2 separate regions of the Ovis aries genome follow, and region 2 is linked to region 1. Evidence: chromatin contacts called from public Hi-C data. All regions are on one chromosome and are shown on one strand. Each heading gives the region's core, a stretch centred on a gene start, on an enhancer-like site or on the middle of the called end of the contact. The rest is flanking DNA. Distances are from core to core; before and after follow the strand shown.

The links. Hi-C and Micro-C count contacts between places; a contact is called where the count stands out from the background.
Region 2: a Hi-C map of mixed tissues shows a contact between it and region 1, with 3 times the contacts expected there. The contact joins the promoter of NAMPT here to the enhancer-like site in region 1. A contact is called at or near these places in 2 of 16 Hi-C or Micro-C datasets (liver and mixed tissues).

Annotation. Positions count from the first base shown.
Region 1 is chr4:48,783,959-48,790,443 of ARS-UI_Ramb_v3.0, forward strand. No RefSeq gene overlaps it. Among named protein-coding and RNA genes, the nearest start is that of SYPL1, 94 kb to the left of the region's middle. Within about 2 kb of position 2,278, at least 21 of the 54 cell types and tissues checked have an H3K27ac peak or open chromatin away from gene starts, as enhancers often do. A contact at or near this core is called in liver, where this site is marked.
Region 2 is chr4:48,879,501-48,885,985 of ARS-UI_Ramb_v3.0, forward strand. NAMPT (nicotinamide phosphoribosyltransferase) reads right to left here and starts at 3,851. Exons shown (of 11, transcript XM_004007842.5): 1 at 3,687-3,851. The coding sequence starts at 3,743. It overlaps LOC132659733 (a long non-coding RNA gene), which reads left to right and starts at 3,932. Exons shown (of 2, transcript XR_009600479.1): 1 at 3,932-5,402.

The DNA.
Region 1 (6,485 bases), core at 1,028-3,527:
AGTGGATAACATAACTATGATCATGTTATACATTTTTTAAACTGCTTTTTTTTTTCCTTTCTTTATTAGATTGGCTACCCTTCTTCCCCCATCCCACCAAAACCCTGTTTTCCTTCTCACATACTTCCTGTTAACACCGTATAATATTCCTACTTGTATTTTCTCCATATTTCTTATACGTATGCTCAGTCACCAAGGTGTGTCTGGCTCTTTGCGACCCCACAGACTGTAGCGGACCAGACACTTCTGTCCACGGGATTTTCCAAGCAAGAATACTGGAGTGGGTTGCCATTTCCTACTCCAGGGCAACTTCCCAACCCAGGGATTGAATCTGCGTCTCCTGCATTGCAGGCAGTTTCTTTACCACTGAGCCAGCTGGGAAGCCCTGTACTTCTTGTGTACTTATATGCGATAATATGATCACATACATGTAGAGTGATATTCAAAATATGTAGCACAAATATGCACAGTAGCACCCAATGAGAATAAACACCAGATGAAATACCGGTGGCTCTATCAGTGTGTGCTGCCTACAAGCCAACTCGCTACACACACGTAAACACACACACACAGACTGAATAGTTTCTATCAGTGTTTATGCTTTACAAAAATGGAGCAACATTATAAACATTTTGTCTTACTGCAGTTTATCCAACGACACTCAGTCTCTGCAATCCAACTGTGGTGAGGCTTTTATTCATTCTCCTTGGTTGATGTTTAAGGCATATTAAGCTGGCAGGATGTATTAACATTATTCAACAGTACCCTGTTTGTGGACTTCCTCTTTGCTACCAGTGTTTTTGCTACCATGAGCAATGTAGCAGTGAACGTTCTGGAACATACGTCATTATGTACAGGGGATTTTATCTCTAGGGCATCTAGTCCCAGCAATGGAACAGGTGGACTAAATGGTGAGAGGTAAATTTTGTTAGATGGTGTTAGCTTTTCAAAGTTCTTTGACAGTTGATATTTTTATCGTGCAGATTTAAAGAAATCACTTCGCCTACATCCTAACTAGCCATAAGTAAGTGGCTTTTTGATTTTTGCCAGCCGCTTGGATATAAAATAACCATCTGCATTTCCCTAGCCACTTGTGCACTCCCACACCTTTCCATGACTTGGCTATCTGGATTTTCTCTTTCTGACTCTATTGTGTTGTTTGTTTTCTTGTCAGTATGTAAGAGCATTTGCATGTCGCATATATTAACCCTTTGCCTAGATTAAAACACTTTTTTCTTAACCTAGGATCTATTCATTGATTTGGCTTGAATTATCTCTTGGCTTACAAAATGTCACGGTCATGAATATCTGCCTTCCTGTGTCTCCCTCCTTTCTGCCCCATCTTTGTGCACGTGTGTGCGTGTGTGCACAAACGCGCACACCAGTTTTGCTTCCCCTTGTCCTGCCTTTCTGCGTCTTTCCTCGTGCCTCTCATTCTCTCTACGCATCTCGCTGGCTCCGCACCCCTCGCTTTTCCCGCTCCATGAGAATGCTAACTTCAGCGCAGGGAACACTGTCTTTTCTTGCTTGTGTTACTTATACAGCCAAGACAGACCCGGGCGGTGACTGGGTGCAGCACGGTGGGAGGTTGAAACAATGCATTTTCAAAACTGATTGAGATTCCCCTAGTTTTTTCCATTTTATATGGCTTCTCCAATTCACCCTGAGATTCTGATTCCACTGGAGTAGGGTGGAATGTACACATCTCTCCCTATTTAAATGTCTCCTCCAGGATGTCTTAAAATCTGAGGTTGGTGCTGGATCAGGGTAGCTAAGCAAATGCCCCCAAGTCTGGGCAGCTTGCCTGGGAGATTGGACAAGCCTGGCTCTTGCAGTCTCAGATGATTACCTTCAGCAGCCAACCAGCTCCGTGTAAGACAGCATGAGGCCTCACAGGGAGCAGAGACAAGGGTGAAGTAGGTCTGTTGCTGCTGAGCCGCTTCAGTCATGTCCGACTCTGTGCGACCCCATAGACGGCAGCCCACCAGGCTCTGCTGTCCCTGGGCTTCTCCAGGCGAGAACACTGGAGTGGGGTGCCATTTTCTTCTCCAGTGCAGGAAAGTGAAAAGTGAAAGTGAAGTCACTCAGTCGTGTCCGACTCATCGCTACCCCATGGACTGCAGCCTACCAGGCTCCTCCGTCCATGGGGTTTTCCAGGCAAGAGTACTGAAGCGGGGTGCCATTGCCTTCTCCGAAGAAGGTCTACAGGCCTGCTAGACCTCCAGTGGCGGAGGAAGGATGCGGCACGTCAGAAGCAGCTGTAGTGCGGCCAGTGGCCACAGCGGGGCAGTGTGGACCCATGTGGCTCCGAGGTGGACTGGACTCTGACGCAGGCTCCGGGAGAGCGCTGGTCTGAAGGGCTCTTTCTCTGCCCTTCTCTCCTCCAGCCCTTAGTCTCCGTCCTGCAGAACCTGGCTCTCAGACGGTTAGAGTTCATACAACATTTATTGAGTGTGAATTATCTTAGGTCGCACTTGGGTGTCCTGGATTTGTTTTATTGAATCTTCATAGACATCCAGGGTAGGCATATTTTTTCTACTTTCCCAAGGAGGAAGCTGCAGCTTAGGGAAGTTAATTAACTTCCTAGTGGGTGGCAGAGCCAGGATTTAGACTCAAGCCTGTCTGACTCCAAGCCAAGTGTTTCTTTCATTGAACAACTGCCACCTCATACAAGTTACATTTGATTCCGAACATATTAATAAATGTTAATTTATCAAATAATTTACCCATTCATGCTGATTATTTTTTCTGTTCTTCCCTTCCATCTTAAACAAAGAAACCAGTAAGGATAACTGTGTTAGTTAAGAAATCTGAAAGCCCACAGTCTGCATTTTACCCGGAGACGGAAGAAACGAAGAATGAATGGCTGATGGTGGAATATCCCCGTGGGGTCGCCTCCTCCACACAGCTGGGCCTGGGTGTCATGCTCGACATCTGCAGGCCTGATGCAGGATTTTATTTGGCTGATATGGTATTATTTAAAAATCTGAATTTCAGTTCATCATAGTTCCTACCGTTCCCTTTTCTTTCCGTCTTTATGCTCTGCTCATTCATGCTACCTTCTGGGTACTGCTGATGGCAGCACTGGGCCCCTGGGTCCTGGCAGTACCAGTGCCTCTGGGCTGTGAACCCCCCCCCCCCTCCATCTCCCTTCCCTGGCTCTCCTTCCCTCCAGGTGTTGTTGCTGTCATTACACTCGCTGTTGTCTGCAGCTGGAGGGTCTCACCTGAGATCTTTGGGTCCACACTGCTGCTCAGGGCACCCAGACCCCCAGGCTTGCCAGGGCTAAATTTAACTGTTGCTGCCTCATCAAACCCTTGGGCGTTTATAGCCATGGAGGCCTAGGGTGGCTGAGCTGGAAGTTGCTGAGGGCTGCAGGCCAGGGCTCTTACCCAAGGGTTTAGATTGAAATTAGCATCCAGGATGTTCCAAGCACTTGGTCCCTCCCTTTCTTCTTAATTGGAGTTGGGGAGAAGGGAGCAGGCAAGAAGTGCTTAGAGAATAAGACAGCACAAGGCAGACCCTGGGCACACTCTGAATTTGCTCAGTGGTTTCTCTCTTCTCTGTGATCAGTCACCCTCACGGCACATGAGCACAGGAAGACCACAAGCTGGAGGCTACTCTTTCCAGCTGAGTCCAGCAAGGGTGATCCACATGGCCGGGGCCACCCGGATTGGCAGCTGAGAGAGGGCTGCCTGCTGGCCAGTTCTCTCCTGATCCACTTGCCCCTGAGTCACTGTCCAGGGAGCCACTGGCCTTGCTCTGAGCTCGGCTCTCATGTCATCCTTTCTTGACCCGAGTGTTCATGGACAGGCTGTGTTCCCAAAAGCCTTGGCCCGAGGCTCTCTGAGACTTTCCAGCTGGCAAGTGCTGTGGCGTTGGCAGGCCCTCTGGCCAGGAGAGCTGGTGTGTGTGCACAGCAGCAGGTTCTCAGTGGCAGTTGCAACAGAACAGGAATACAGGCCCAGAGATGGAGTGGGGACACTGAAGGGGTGGGGCTGGGATGGAGGATGGAGCCCCCGGATTCCGGGGGGCCCTGGGTGGAGGAGGGGCCTGCCCGACATGGAACCACCATGGCTAGTCTCAGCTGATGCCCTTGACTGTGAGTGAGATGTTGTCAAACGTCCCCCGAATCCAAGTGAATTGTAGACATCCTTTACTCTTCCCTAACTCCTCCACGCCCAGGGCAGGAGAAATTCCATTCCTGTGTCCTGTGTGCCTACTGGCTGGCCCTCCGGCCCGCCGCCTTCACCTGGAAGGGGCCTTGCGGTGCCTTGTTTGCACCTGCTCGCGTGACAGAGGGCCAGCTACCACTCTGAGGTGCTGAGTTTTATGTCTGGGTCTCCGACCTCTCCCTGCATGTCCTCAGCACTTTTCACTTTGTCGTGCCGATATTGACAATAGTTAGCAACCAGGATACGGCACCAGCTACATTGTTAACACTTTGAATGTATTAGCTAATTAAAAAAAAAATATTTATTTTTATTTATTTGGCTGTGGCGGGTCTTGCAGGATCTTTAGCTGTGGTTATGTGAACTCTTAGTTGCAGCATGTGGGGTCTATTAATAGTTCCCTAACCAGGAAACAAACCCCGGCTCCTCATGTTGGGAACACAGGTTTAGCCACTGGATCTCCAGGGAAGTCTCTATTAATTCATTTAGACCTTACACCAGATGTACATAGGACATATTGTCTCATTTTTACGGGTAAGGCTGTGGAGACCCAGAGAGGTTAAGTGACTTGCCCAAGGGTGCACAGGATTTGGAGCTAGATGTTCTGGCTCTAGAGCTCTTAGCCAAGGCTTATACTGCTTCTAAAGGTGCTTCACTGGGATACCTTCTTCCTGTCCAGCTTCCTATACCATATTGTGAACAACTTGAAAGGGATTGATTAATTTTTAATCCCCTTTAGATATCAAGATTAACCTAAAGCCCATATAGTAGAAGCTCAAACAAATGTTGGTTGAATGAATGAATGAATGAATGAAAAAAAGCATTAGTTAAACCATTGTTCTGCGCCCTGCATTTCTTAGACCTGATGTGTCTGATGGGTTGTGAGTACAGGATGGAACTTGCTGGCCTCTTGGGGGTAATGGGCTGGGAGATCACAGTACCCCTCATCAGGGTAGGAACCCTCCAGGCTCCTTCCCTGTTCCCTCCCCAGCCCGGCCCTCTGAGCCTGCCTGCTTGCGTGGTTGTGCATACCTGGAGCGCTGCTCATTCCTTGGGAGTCTGCCTGCAGGCTGGTGAGCACACCAGACACCCATCTGACTCCCCTGGCTGTGGCGGCTGCCTCACCCTTGTGACCAGCCGGAAGCCAGGAGGGCAGCGAAGGCATCCCTGTTACGTGCCAGACCGCCACCTCGGAGGATTATCTGTGCGTTCGCCATGTTCTTGACACCCAGGGGCACGCAGGAAGTCTCTGAGCATCCAGTTTTCTGAGGCTAGTGCAATCAGAGGTGCCTAACACTCCCCGCTGTCAGGGAATGAGGGGTCAAGTCTTACAAGGGGAACCTGGGGAAGGCACGCACTACCACACACTTGTCCTCAAAAGATGGCAAGAGAAATGCTGGAGGCTGAAGCTGAGAAGGGAAAACGGGTGAAACAGTGTTCCTCACGGGACTTCTCTAGTGGTCCAGAGCTTAAGACTCAGAGCTGTCAATGCAGCGAGCACGAATTCAATCCCTCTTTGGAGACCTAGGATCCCACATGCTGCGTAGCAAAAAAAGAAAAAGAATGATCCTCAGACGGTGGTCTCCCAATTAGCAGCAGCAGCAGCATATCTGGCACCTTGGTAGAAATCCACATTTTTAGCCCTTCCCCAGACCTCCCGAGTCAGCCACTCTGGAGCAGGGGCCCAGGAATCTGCGTTTTAACAAACCTCAGGTGATTCTGATACAACCAGTGTTCCTTCCAATCCACCCCACTGGTAGCACTGGCTAAAGCCGTTCGGGAGTAGTTTTCTCAGCTCTGGACCTTTGTAGAGGGCCAGTCAAGGCCCATCACAGACTGGACATGATCCTTATCTTCCTCTTCTCCACCCCGATGGAAATTCTGGACCAAGTAATAAGCAACAAAATACAGAGCCAGTCATTACACTGACCCCAAATCCCTTTTCCATGAGAAAGGAGAATCAGGAGATATGTTTCTAACCCAAGATTCATCACAGCTGTTGGCCACCAATGATTAGCAAATGAATAATATGTTAAACTAGTATCCTCCAGTATTTTTCCAGATGGAAAAATGCTGTTAACTCATTGGTTAAATCACAGACTATGACTTGCCCCCTCAAAGACTCTCCAATATATATAGTTATTTAGAAGCAACAACTTGGAAACCTTGGGAATAAAAGATTAAAGACCACTGCAGTGTATCAGTTAAAAAGTGGTGTTCTTCCAAGAACCTCCAACAAGGACAACATTCTTCTGAAAAACTTGTTAATTTAGACTTTAGAGTGTTAATTTAAAAATTAATACTGCCCTTTCT
Region 2 (6,485 bases), core at 2,601-5,100, 97 kb after region 1:
TCCCGGAGCTTACTCAAACTCACGTCCATTGAATCTGTGATGCCATCCAACCATCTCACCCTCTGTCGTCCCCTTTTCCTCCTGCCTTCAATCTTTGCCAGGATCAGGGTCTTTTCAAATGAGTCAGTTCTTCACATCAGGTGGCCAAAGTATTAGTTTCAGCTTCAGCATCAGTCCTTTCAATGAATATTCAGGACTGATTTCCTTTAGGATGGACTGGTTGGACCTCATTTTAGTCCAAGGGACTCTCAAGAGTCTTCTCCAACACCACAGTTCAAAAGCATCAATTCTTTGGTGCTCAGCTTTCTTTACAGTCTAACTCTCACATCCATACATATGACTACTGGAAAAACCATAGCTTTGACTAGACAGACATTTGTTGGCAAAGTAATGTGTCTGCTTATTTCATACGCTGTCTAGGTTGGTCATAACTTTTCTTCCAAGGAGCAAGTGTCTTTTAATTTCATGGCTGCAGTCACCATCTGCAGTGATTTTGGAGCCCCCCAAAATAAAGTCTGTCACTGTTGCATTGTTTCCCCATCTATTTGCCATGCAGTGATAGGACCCATGATAATATCTAATGGATCTCTAATATTTATTAATTAATGGATGAAAATATGCTGAGTTCAAGATAACCAGTTTAAAATGACCTTCTGAGAAGCAACCCACACTAGACAGCACATTTCATAACTTGTGTGGCTTAAACTGTAAATTGCTTAGAGATTTCTTTCTTGCGCTGCATGTTATTTATTTCTTCCAAGTAAGTCTGAATTGACAACATCTTCCATTTCAACCTGCTAACAGGTAGAATGTTCAGAAATGGTAAAACTACTCTCTGCTGTAGTTTGTTACAGACATTATCTATATAGAAGGGGAAGAAGAATGGAATAGAAATGAATCTTTTATTGATTCATTTAGTTGGAAACTGATCAATGTCTATCCCAGAAATAAGTGGGGAAAAAAATGACTTATTTCCTTTCCAAAAAAAATGTTCCAAATATCTTTTTAGCACCTCAATGGCTAAGGCCAGCCCCAATGCACCTTTCCATAGCTGGCTTATTAGCACAATGTAAATATAACCCAGTAGATAATTTTCTTTAAACCATTTTGAAAATATAAGTGGTTAACACTTAAGATTAAATGTCCTTCTCATTTGTAACAAGAACCCAGGATGAAAACAGAAGAAACAACCACATTCATCTATTTCCTTCGTTCATCATTATGTATAATGAAGCAAGAGATTACAGAAATGAATATATATTTTAAATGCCCCTTTAGTCCAAACTGTCCTGAACTGTCTGGAAAGGATACAAAAAAACCAAAATTTCTACACGTTGTCATGTGCTTGGACATTATTCTATCTACTTGCAAAATACCTTTCTAGAGTGCCTAGACGGCCAATTATCCTTACTTCAGTTCTACACCCCCCACAAAAAAAACCAAATCAACAATTCAGTTTGTTTTGTTCTGTTCCACCAATACAACCAAAGCTGCTAGCTCCCTACTCTAACTGGCCAACAGTATGTAAGTACTAATAAGGATGTGTATATAATCTTCTCAGGTAATTTCCAAATAGAAGTGTAATTTCACTGCTTCTAGACTCAAGAGTACCATTGCTGTCTCCTCTTCATCCAAGAAGATTAAAAAAAAAAAAAAAAAGATAAACAGGCTATAAGTATCACCAAAAATGTAGGGAAAATGAAACTTAAAAACTAAACTGCAAGTGTAAAATACACAATTTATTTTACTGACTGCTGCAAACCACTGGTATAATAAAACATCCACCTGGCTAATCCTCTTGAGGGTTTTCTTGGGAGGGAGGGTGGGAAATGAAATATGTTAGTTACTAGGATGATAATCTTAAAAGGTTTTATATTAGGAAGGGAATTAATACACCAACCAATCTGACTTGAAATGGACAGGAATAAACCACTCTTAAATAGGTACAGATTCTAATAGTGCTGTTAAGTATGCCTAGCTAGCAGATCAGAAAACTTTAGGGTAACCACTCTTACCTTTCATCCCAGGAAACTGATGTTAAAGCAATTTTACATTCCTTATATATAATAGCTATGGGAGCCACAAACTAAAGAAGCTCCTACACTGTTTTGTTTTTAAAAGTTAAAACTTACCTTTCTTGCTATTAATATATTAAAAAACTTGAAAATTATTTTAAAGATTTGGTTACGGGGATAAAGTTTTAGAAAACTGTGAATGAGACCATTCTAAAATCACCATTAAAAACACTCAAAACACCATGAACTAAGTAACCACAATAGAAGCACAAGTAAACCATCCTTGATAGTGCTATGATCTCCTTGCAACTGTGCAGATTTCCATTTTAAAGTTCCATTTAAAAGACCACTCCTTAAAGAAACTTGGCTCTACTTTAAATAACAACCCATCTTAATTATCAAAAGTAGAATCTTAAACCAGCTAGGAAAAAAAGTTCAACAGAGAACTTAAGTAAAATGGGATTCTCCAAAATACTTTACTGGAATATTTAAGAGAAAAAACTAAAAGCAACAACAACAAAAAATCTGAAAACATTATGCTTTAATCGCTATACTTCAAACTACCATGCTGCTCAAGTAAAAACTGAAACTTATTTTGTGAAAGTGGAGTTTTCAGTCTGACATGTCATTTTTTAGGTGTCCTGGATAACAAAGCTTGTTAGCAAAGTATAATCCAGTTTACTTCATGTAATTTGGAAACTGAGGGAGGGGATATTTCCCAAATTTCCCTTTAATCACTCTTCCCTTTATTAATGTATGAGTTTCAAATAAAATGATCGGGACACCTAGACGTGCAAGCGTCCAATAGCCATAGTAACAGAACGCTGTGTCCTCTCAACAAGTTCTCTAGGTTAACTACAGTTTTTTTTAAACTTCTTGTGTTTCACTTTCCTTTTCACAGAAATCACAAAGTGGTTCTAAGGGAATAAAGGCAGATCGGCCTTTGCAACAGGGGATGAGGAGTGTGAGTGATCACCAGAGGCAAAGGAGTTTGAAACCGAGCCCAATGGAGCGGGACGGGGGAATCGAGCAGGGCTCCCCGGAACAGACAGATGAGGGTCCTCCGCACCCGGGCCACCGGCAGAGGAATGTGGCTGGCTGCTCCGGCAGCCCTACTAGACCTCGCCCACCCCTTCCTCGAGGAGGGACACATCTGCCGACTAAGGGGTGAGCTTGCTTGACTCAGCTCCACGGGGGAAACCCTTTTCAAACCTGACTCCCTCTTTCCACGGCGGAATCCCAGGGGCCGTTACCTAACTGACCTGCTCTCCTCAGGCAAGCCCTAACCAAGGCCGGCCCTGACGGGCCCAGGGCCAAAAGGCCGCACTCCTGGGGAAGGCGTGAGCTCACCCAGTGACGCCCCGGCCGTCGGCCCGCTGAGCTGCCCGGAGCCCCGGGCGGCGAGTGCGGGGAACCGGTTCGGGCCCGCCTCAACCCCTCGCCGCACCGCCCCACCACGCACCCCCCAGGCCCCGCCTCCTGCCGTCCATCCCTCCATCCCTGCTCCATCAGCCTCCTCCCCAACTGCGGCTCCAGCCTCACCTGCCCCATCCCGCCCGCCGCCGCGCCTTCCCTCGGGACTTCCCCAGCGCCACGACCCCAGCCCGGCCGCCCCCGCCCCGCAGCCTCGCGCTGGTCCCCGACGCACCCTCTTCCTCCCTGAGCCTTTACCTTGTACGAGTCGGTGGCCAGGAGGATATTGAACTCGGCTTCTGCCGCAGCATTCATCTCGGGCGGGAGTGTGGGGGCCGCGCGCCGCGGACTGCCCGGCGCGGCTGCGAGGAAGGAGAAAAATGGGCTTCACCGCGCTCCGTTGCTTAAGTCACCGATCGGTCTGAGGGGGAGGGTAAGAGGAGGGAGAAAGGGAGCGAGTAGGAGGGGCCAGAGGAGGGCGGTCCCGGGAGCCGTGACGCGGCGAGGGAAGCGGCGGCGGTGGAGCGGCGGCGGAGGCGGAGCGCGCTGGCAATCTAGGGACTCCCGGCGGCCTCCTCACCCCGGCTGCCCGCCCCCGTCCCATCGCTCCGCTGAGGACGCGAGGGGCGGGGTGAGGCCGCGCGTGCGCAGATTGCAGGGGGCGGGGTGGGAAGGACGTGAGGCACGCGCCTTTCTCGGAGACGCCCACCCCGGGAAACCGGAGGCTAAGGGGCCGCCCCGGCCGGTGACCCATGCGCCCGCTTGGCTTTCATTTCCCGGCCCTATGCTGCGGGGTGGGGTGGGGGCGGAGCCGGGAGGGGGGCGTTCCCAGCCTCGCCACTCCTGCGATTAGCCTGCTCGCCCGCCCCGCTGGCACCTTCCTATCTTTACCCAGTCCTGGCCCATTTTCTGAGTCCTCCTGAAGTCACGCCACTGGCTGGGGGCTGAGCCTCCCTCTGGCCGTCTCCCCGTCTCCCTCGCGCAGTTCCTCACCTTTGTCTCTGGCTCAGATTCAGGATCGAGCCTTTTGCCTTCATCCCTCGTGTCTCTCCTGGTCCTCCTAACCGTCTTTAAAATCTGAAGAGCTGCGCTGAGGAATAAAGGCTGAGGGGTTTGCTTAACCAGACTCATCGACTCCACTTTCCTCCACCTCTGTGACTGAGCTCTTTGATCCTTTGAGGATGTTTTGACTTTTCCTGAGAAAATAGCCTGCGCCCAAATTCAGGTGTTGAATTCAGTCCTGACAGATAATCAGAGGACAAGACCCAGTTGAATCTAGTTTGCCGAGGAGTAATTGGCAACGGGCCAAAGACTGTCAAACAGTCTTTGACAGGGTGCGAGACTGACTTGTGTCATCGCTGTAATCGCTCAATCTTGGGAAACGGGTTGGTAACTTGGAAATACAAAAGCAAATGAAACGACGTCGGATGACTTCAGCCAAACGTGGACCATCTACTTGCTTAGTTCTCATACGTGGTTGCATTTTTACGTAGAACTGATTTCCTTTGTCCCTATGATAAATAGTTGTTTTTAAGATTTAGGTTTTACAAGACACAAGTTACCAGGGGAAAACCAACTTAATGAAAACTGGTACATGAACTTCGCAATTGTCATTCAAGTTAGTGGAAGTCTTATTTTATGGACGGTAGGGGTGGAGGCTGTGAATTGAGAGATTCGTCGTCTGAACACTGCTGCTGCTGCTAAGTCGCTTCAGTCGTGTCCGTCTCTGTGCGACCCCATAGACGTCAGCCCACCAGGCTCCACCGTCCATGGGATTTTCCAGGCAAGAGTTCTGGAGTGGGTTGTCATTGCCTTCTCCGGTCCGAACACTGAGGCCTCTTCAATTAAAAGCAACTTCAGTCCAGGCTATGTCTCGGAGTTAGTACAGATTGCTGACAATCGCCTCCATCTGTAGGGGATTCAGTAAAGGCAAAGATTACAGACGTGGTGAGATATCCCTAGGCACTCACCAAGGTAATGAATAATACTAATGCATTTAGAATTATTTCAACAACAAGGTTTAAAACAAACGAGGCTCTTTTTGGTTGACCTAACTTATGTTTACTAGGGAAAATTACTTTCAAAACTAAATTAATATTAAATTAAAATACTAAAAATTGTATTTGGGGAGATTATGTTATTAATATATTAAAGAGTACGATTCAAAGAAGAAAAATGATCCATTTTGCTCTTAATTTGGACCTTTCTTCCTTCATTCACTTAAAATTTCTATAACCTATTTTACTTAAATGACAAATGCTTTTTGCTTAGCTTCCTGGAATCCATGGATGTATAACTGACCATTGTTCTGTGTGTGTGTGTGTGTCACGGGTGGGTGGGGGGTGGGAAGGAAGGGGGGAATAGAATTCTGATTTCAAAGTGGGCTTTGTTTATGGTAGCATAAAATTTAAGCTTCAGTCTTTGAATTGAATTTACAGTTTTAAGGTGAAAAGGCTTAATATCAGTGCAAGTAAATATGCTATTAACATTGCTTGTTAAATGAAGAAACAGTCATAAGGCCTGCACTCATAGCAGCAACTTGAACACAGAGCAGTCTCCAGAGGATAAGAGGAAAATGATTTCATGTTACCAATAGAAAAGTCTCCATTTGTCTAAGGAAGAATTAGGCATCAGCGGTATCAGACTGCTAATGCAGGAAATGTGGGTTCAGTCCCTGGGTTGGAAAGATCCGTTGGAGAAGGAAACGGCAACCCAGTCCATATTCTTGCCTGGGAAATCCCATGGAGAGAAGAATCTGGTGGGCTACAGTCCCTGGGGTCACAAAGAGTCGGACACAACTTAGTGACTAAACAACAACAAATATGTAACTACGTGGTTAAGTAGGACCAATTTTTAGTTAATTAGGATTTAGAACTATGAAATTATCACCAAATACAAAGTAGAGATTTCAAGTGGCCCTCTATGAAAGACAATTTAATACCTAGCATTTAGTATATTTATCAAGTAGCATCAGTCAGTCAGTCAGTTCAGTCGCTCAGTTGTGTCTGACTCTTTGCGACCCCATGAACCGCAGCACACCAAGCCTTCCTGTCCATC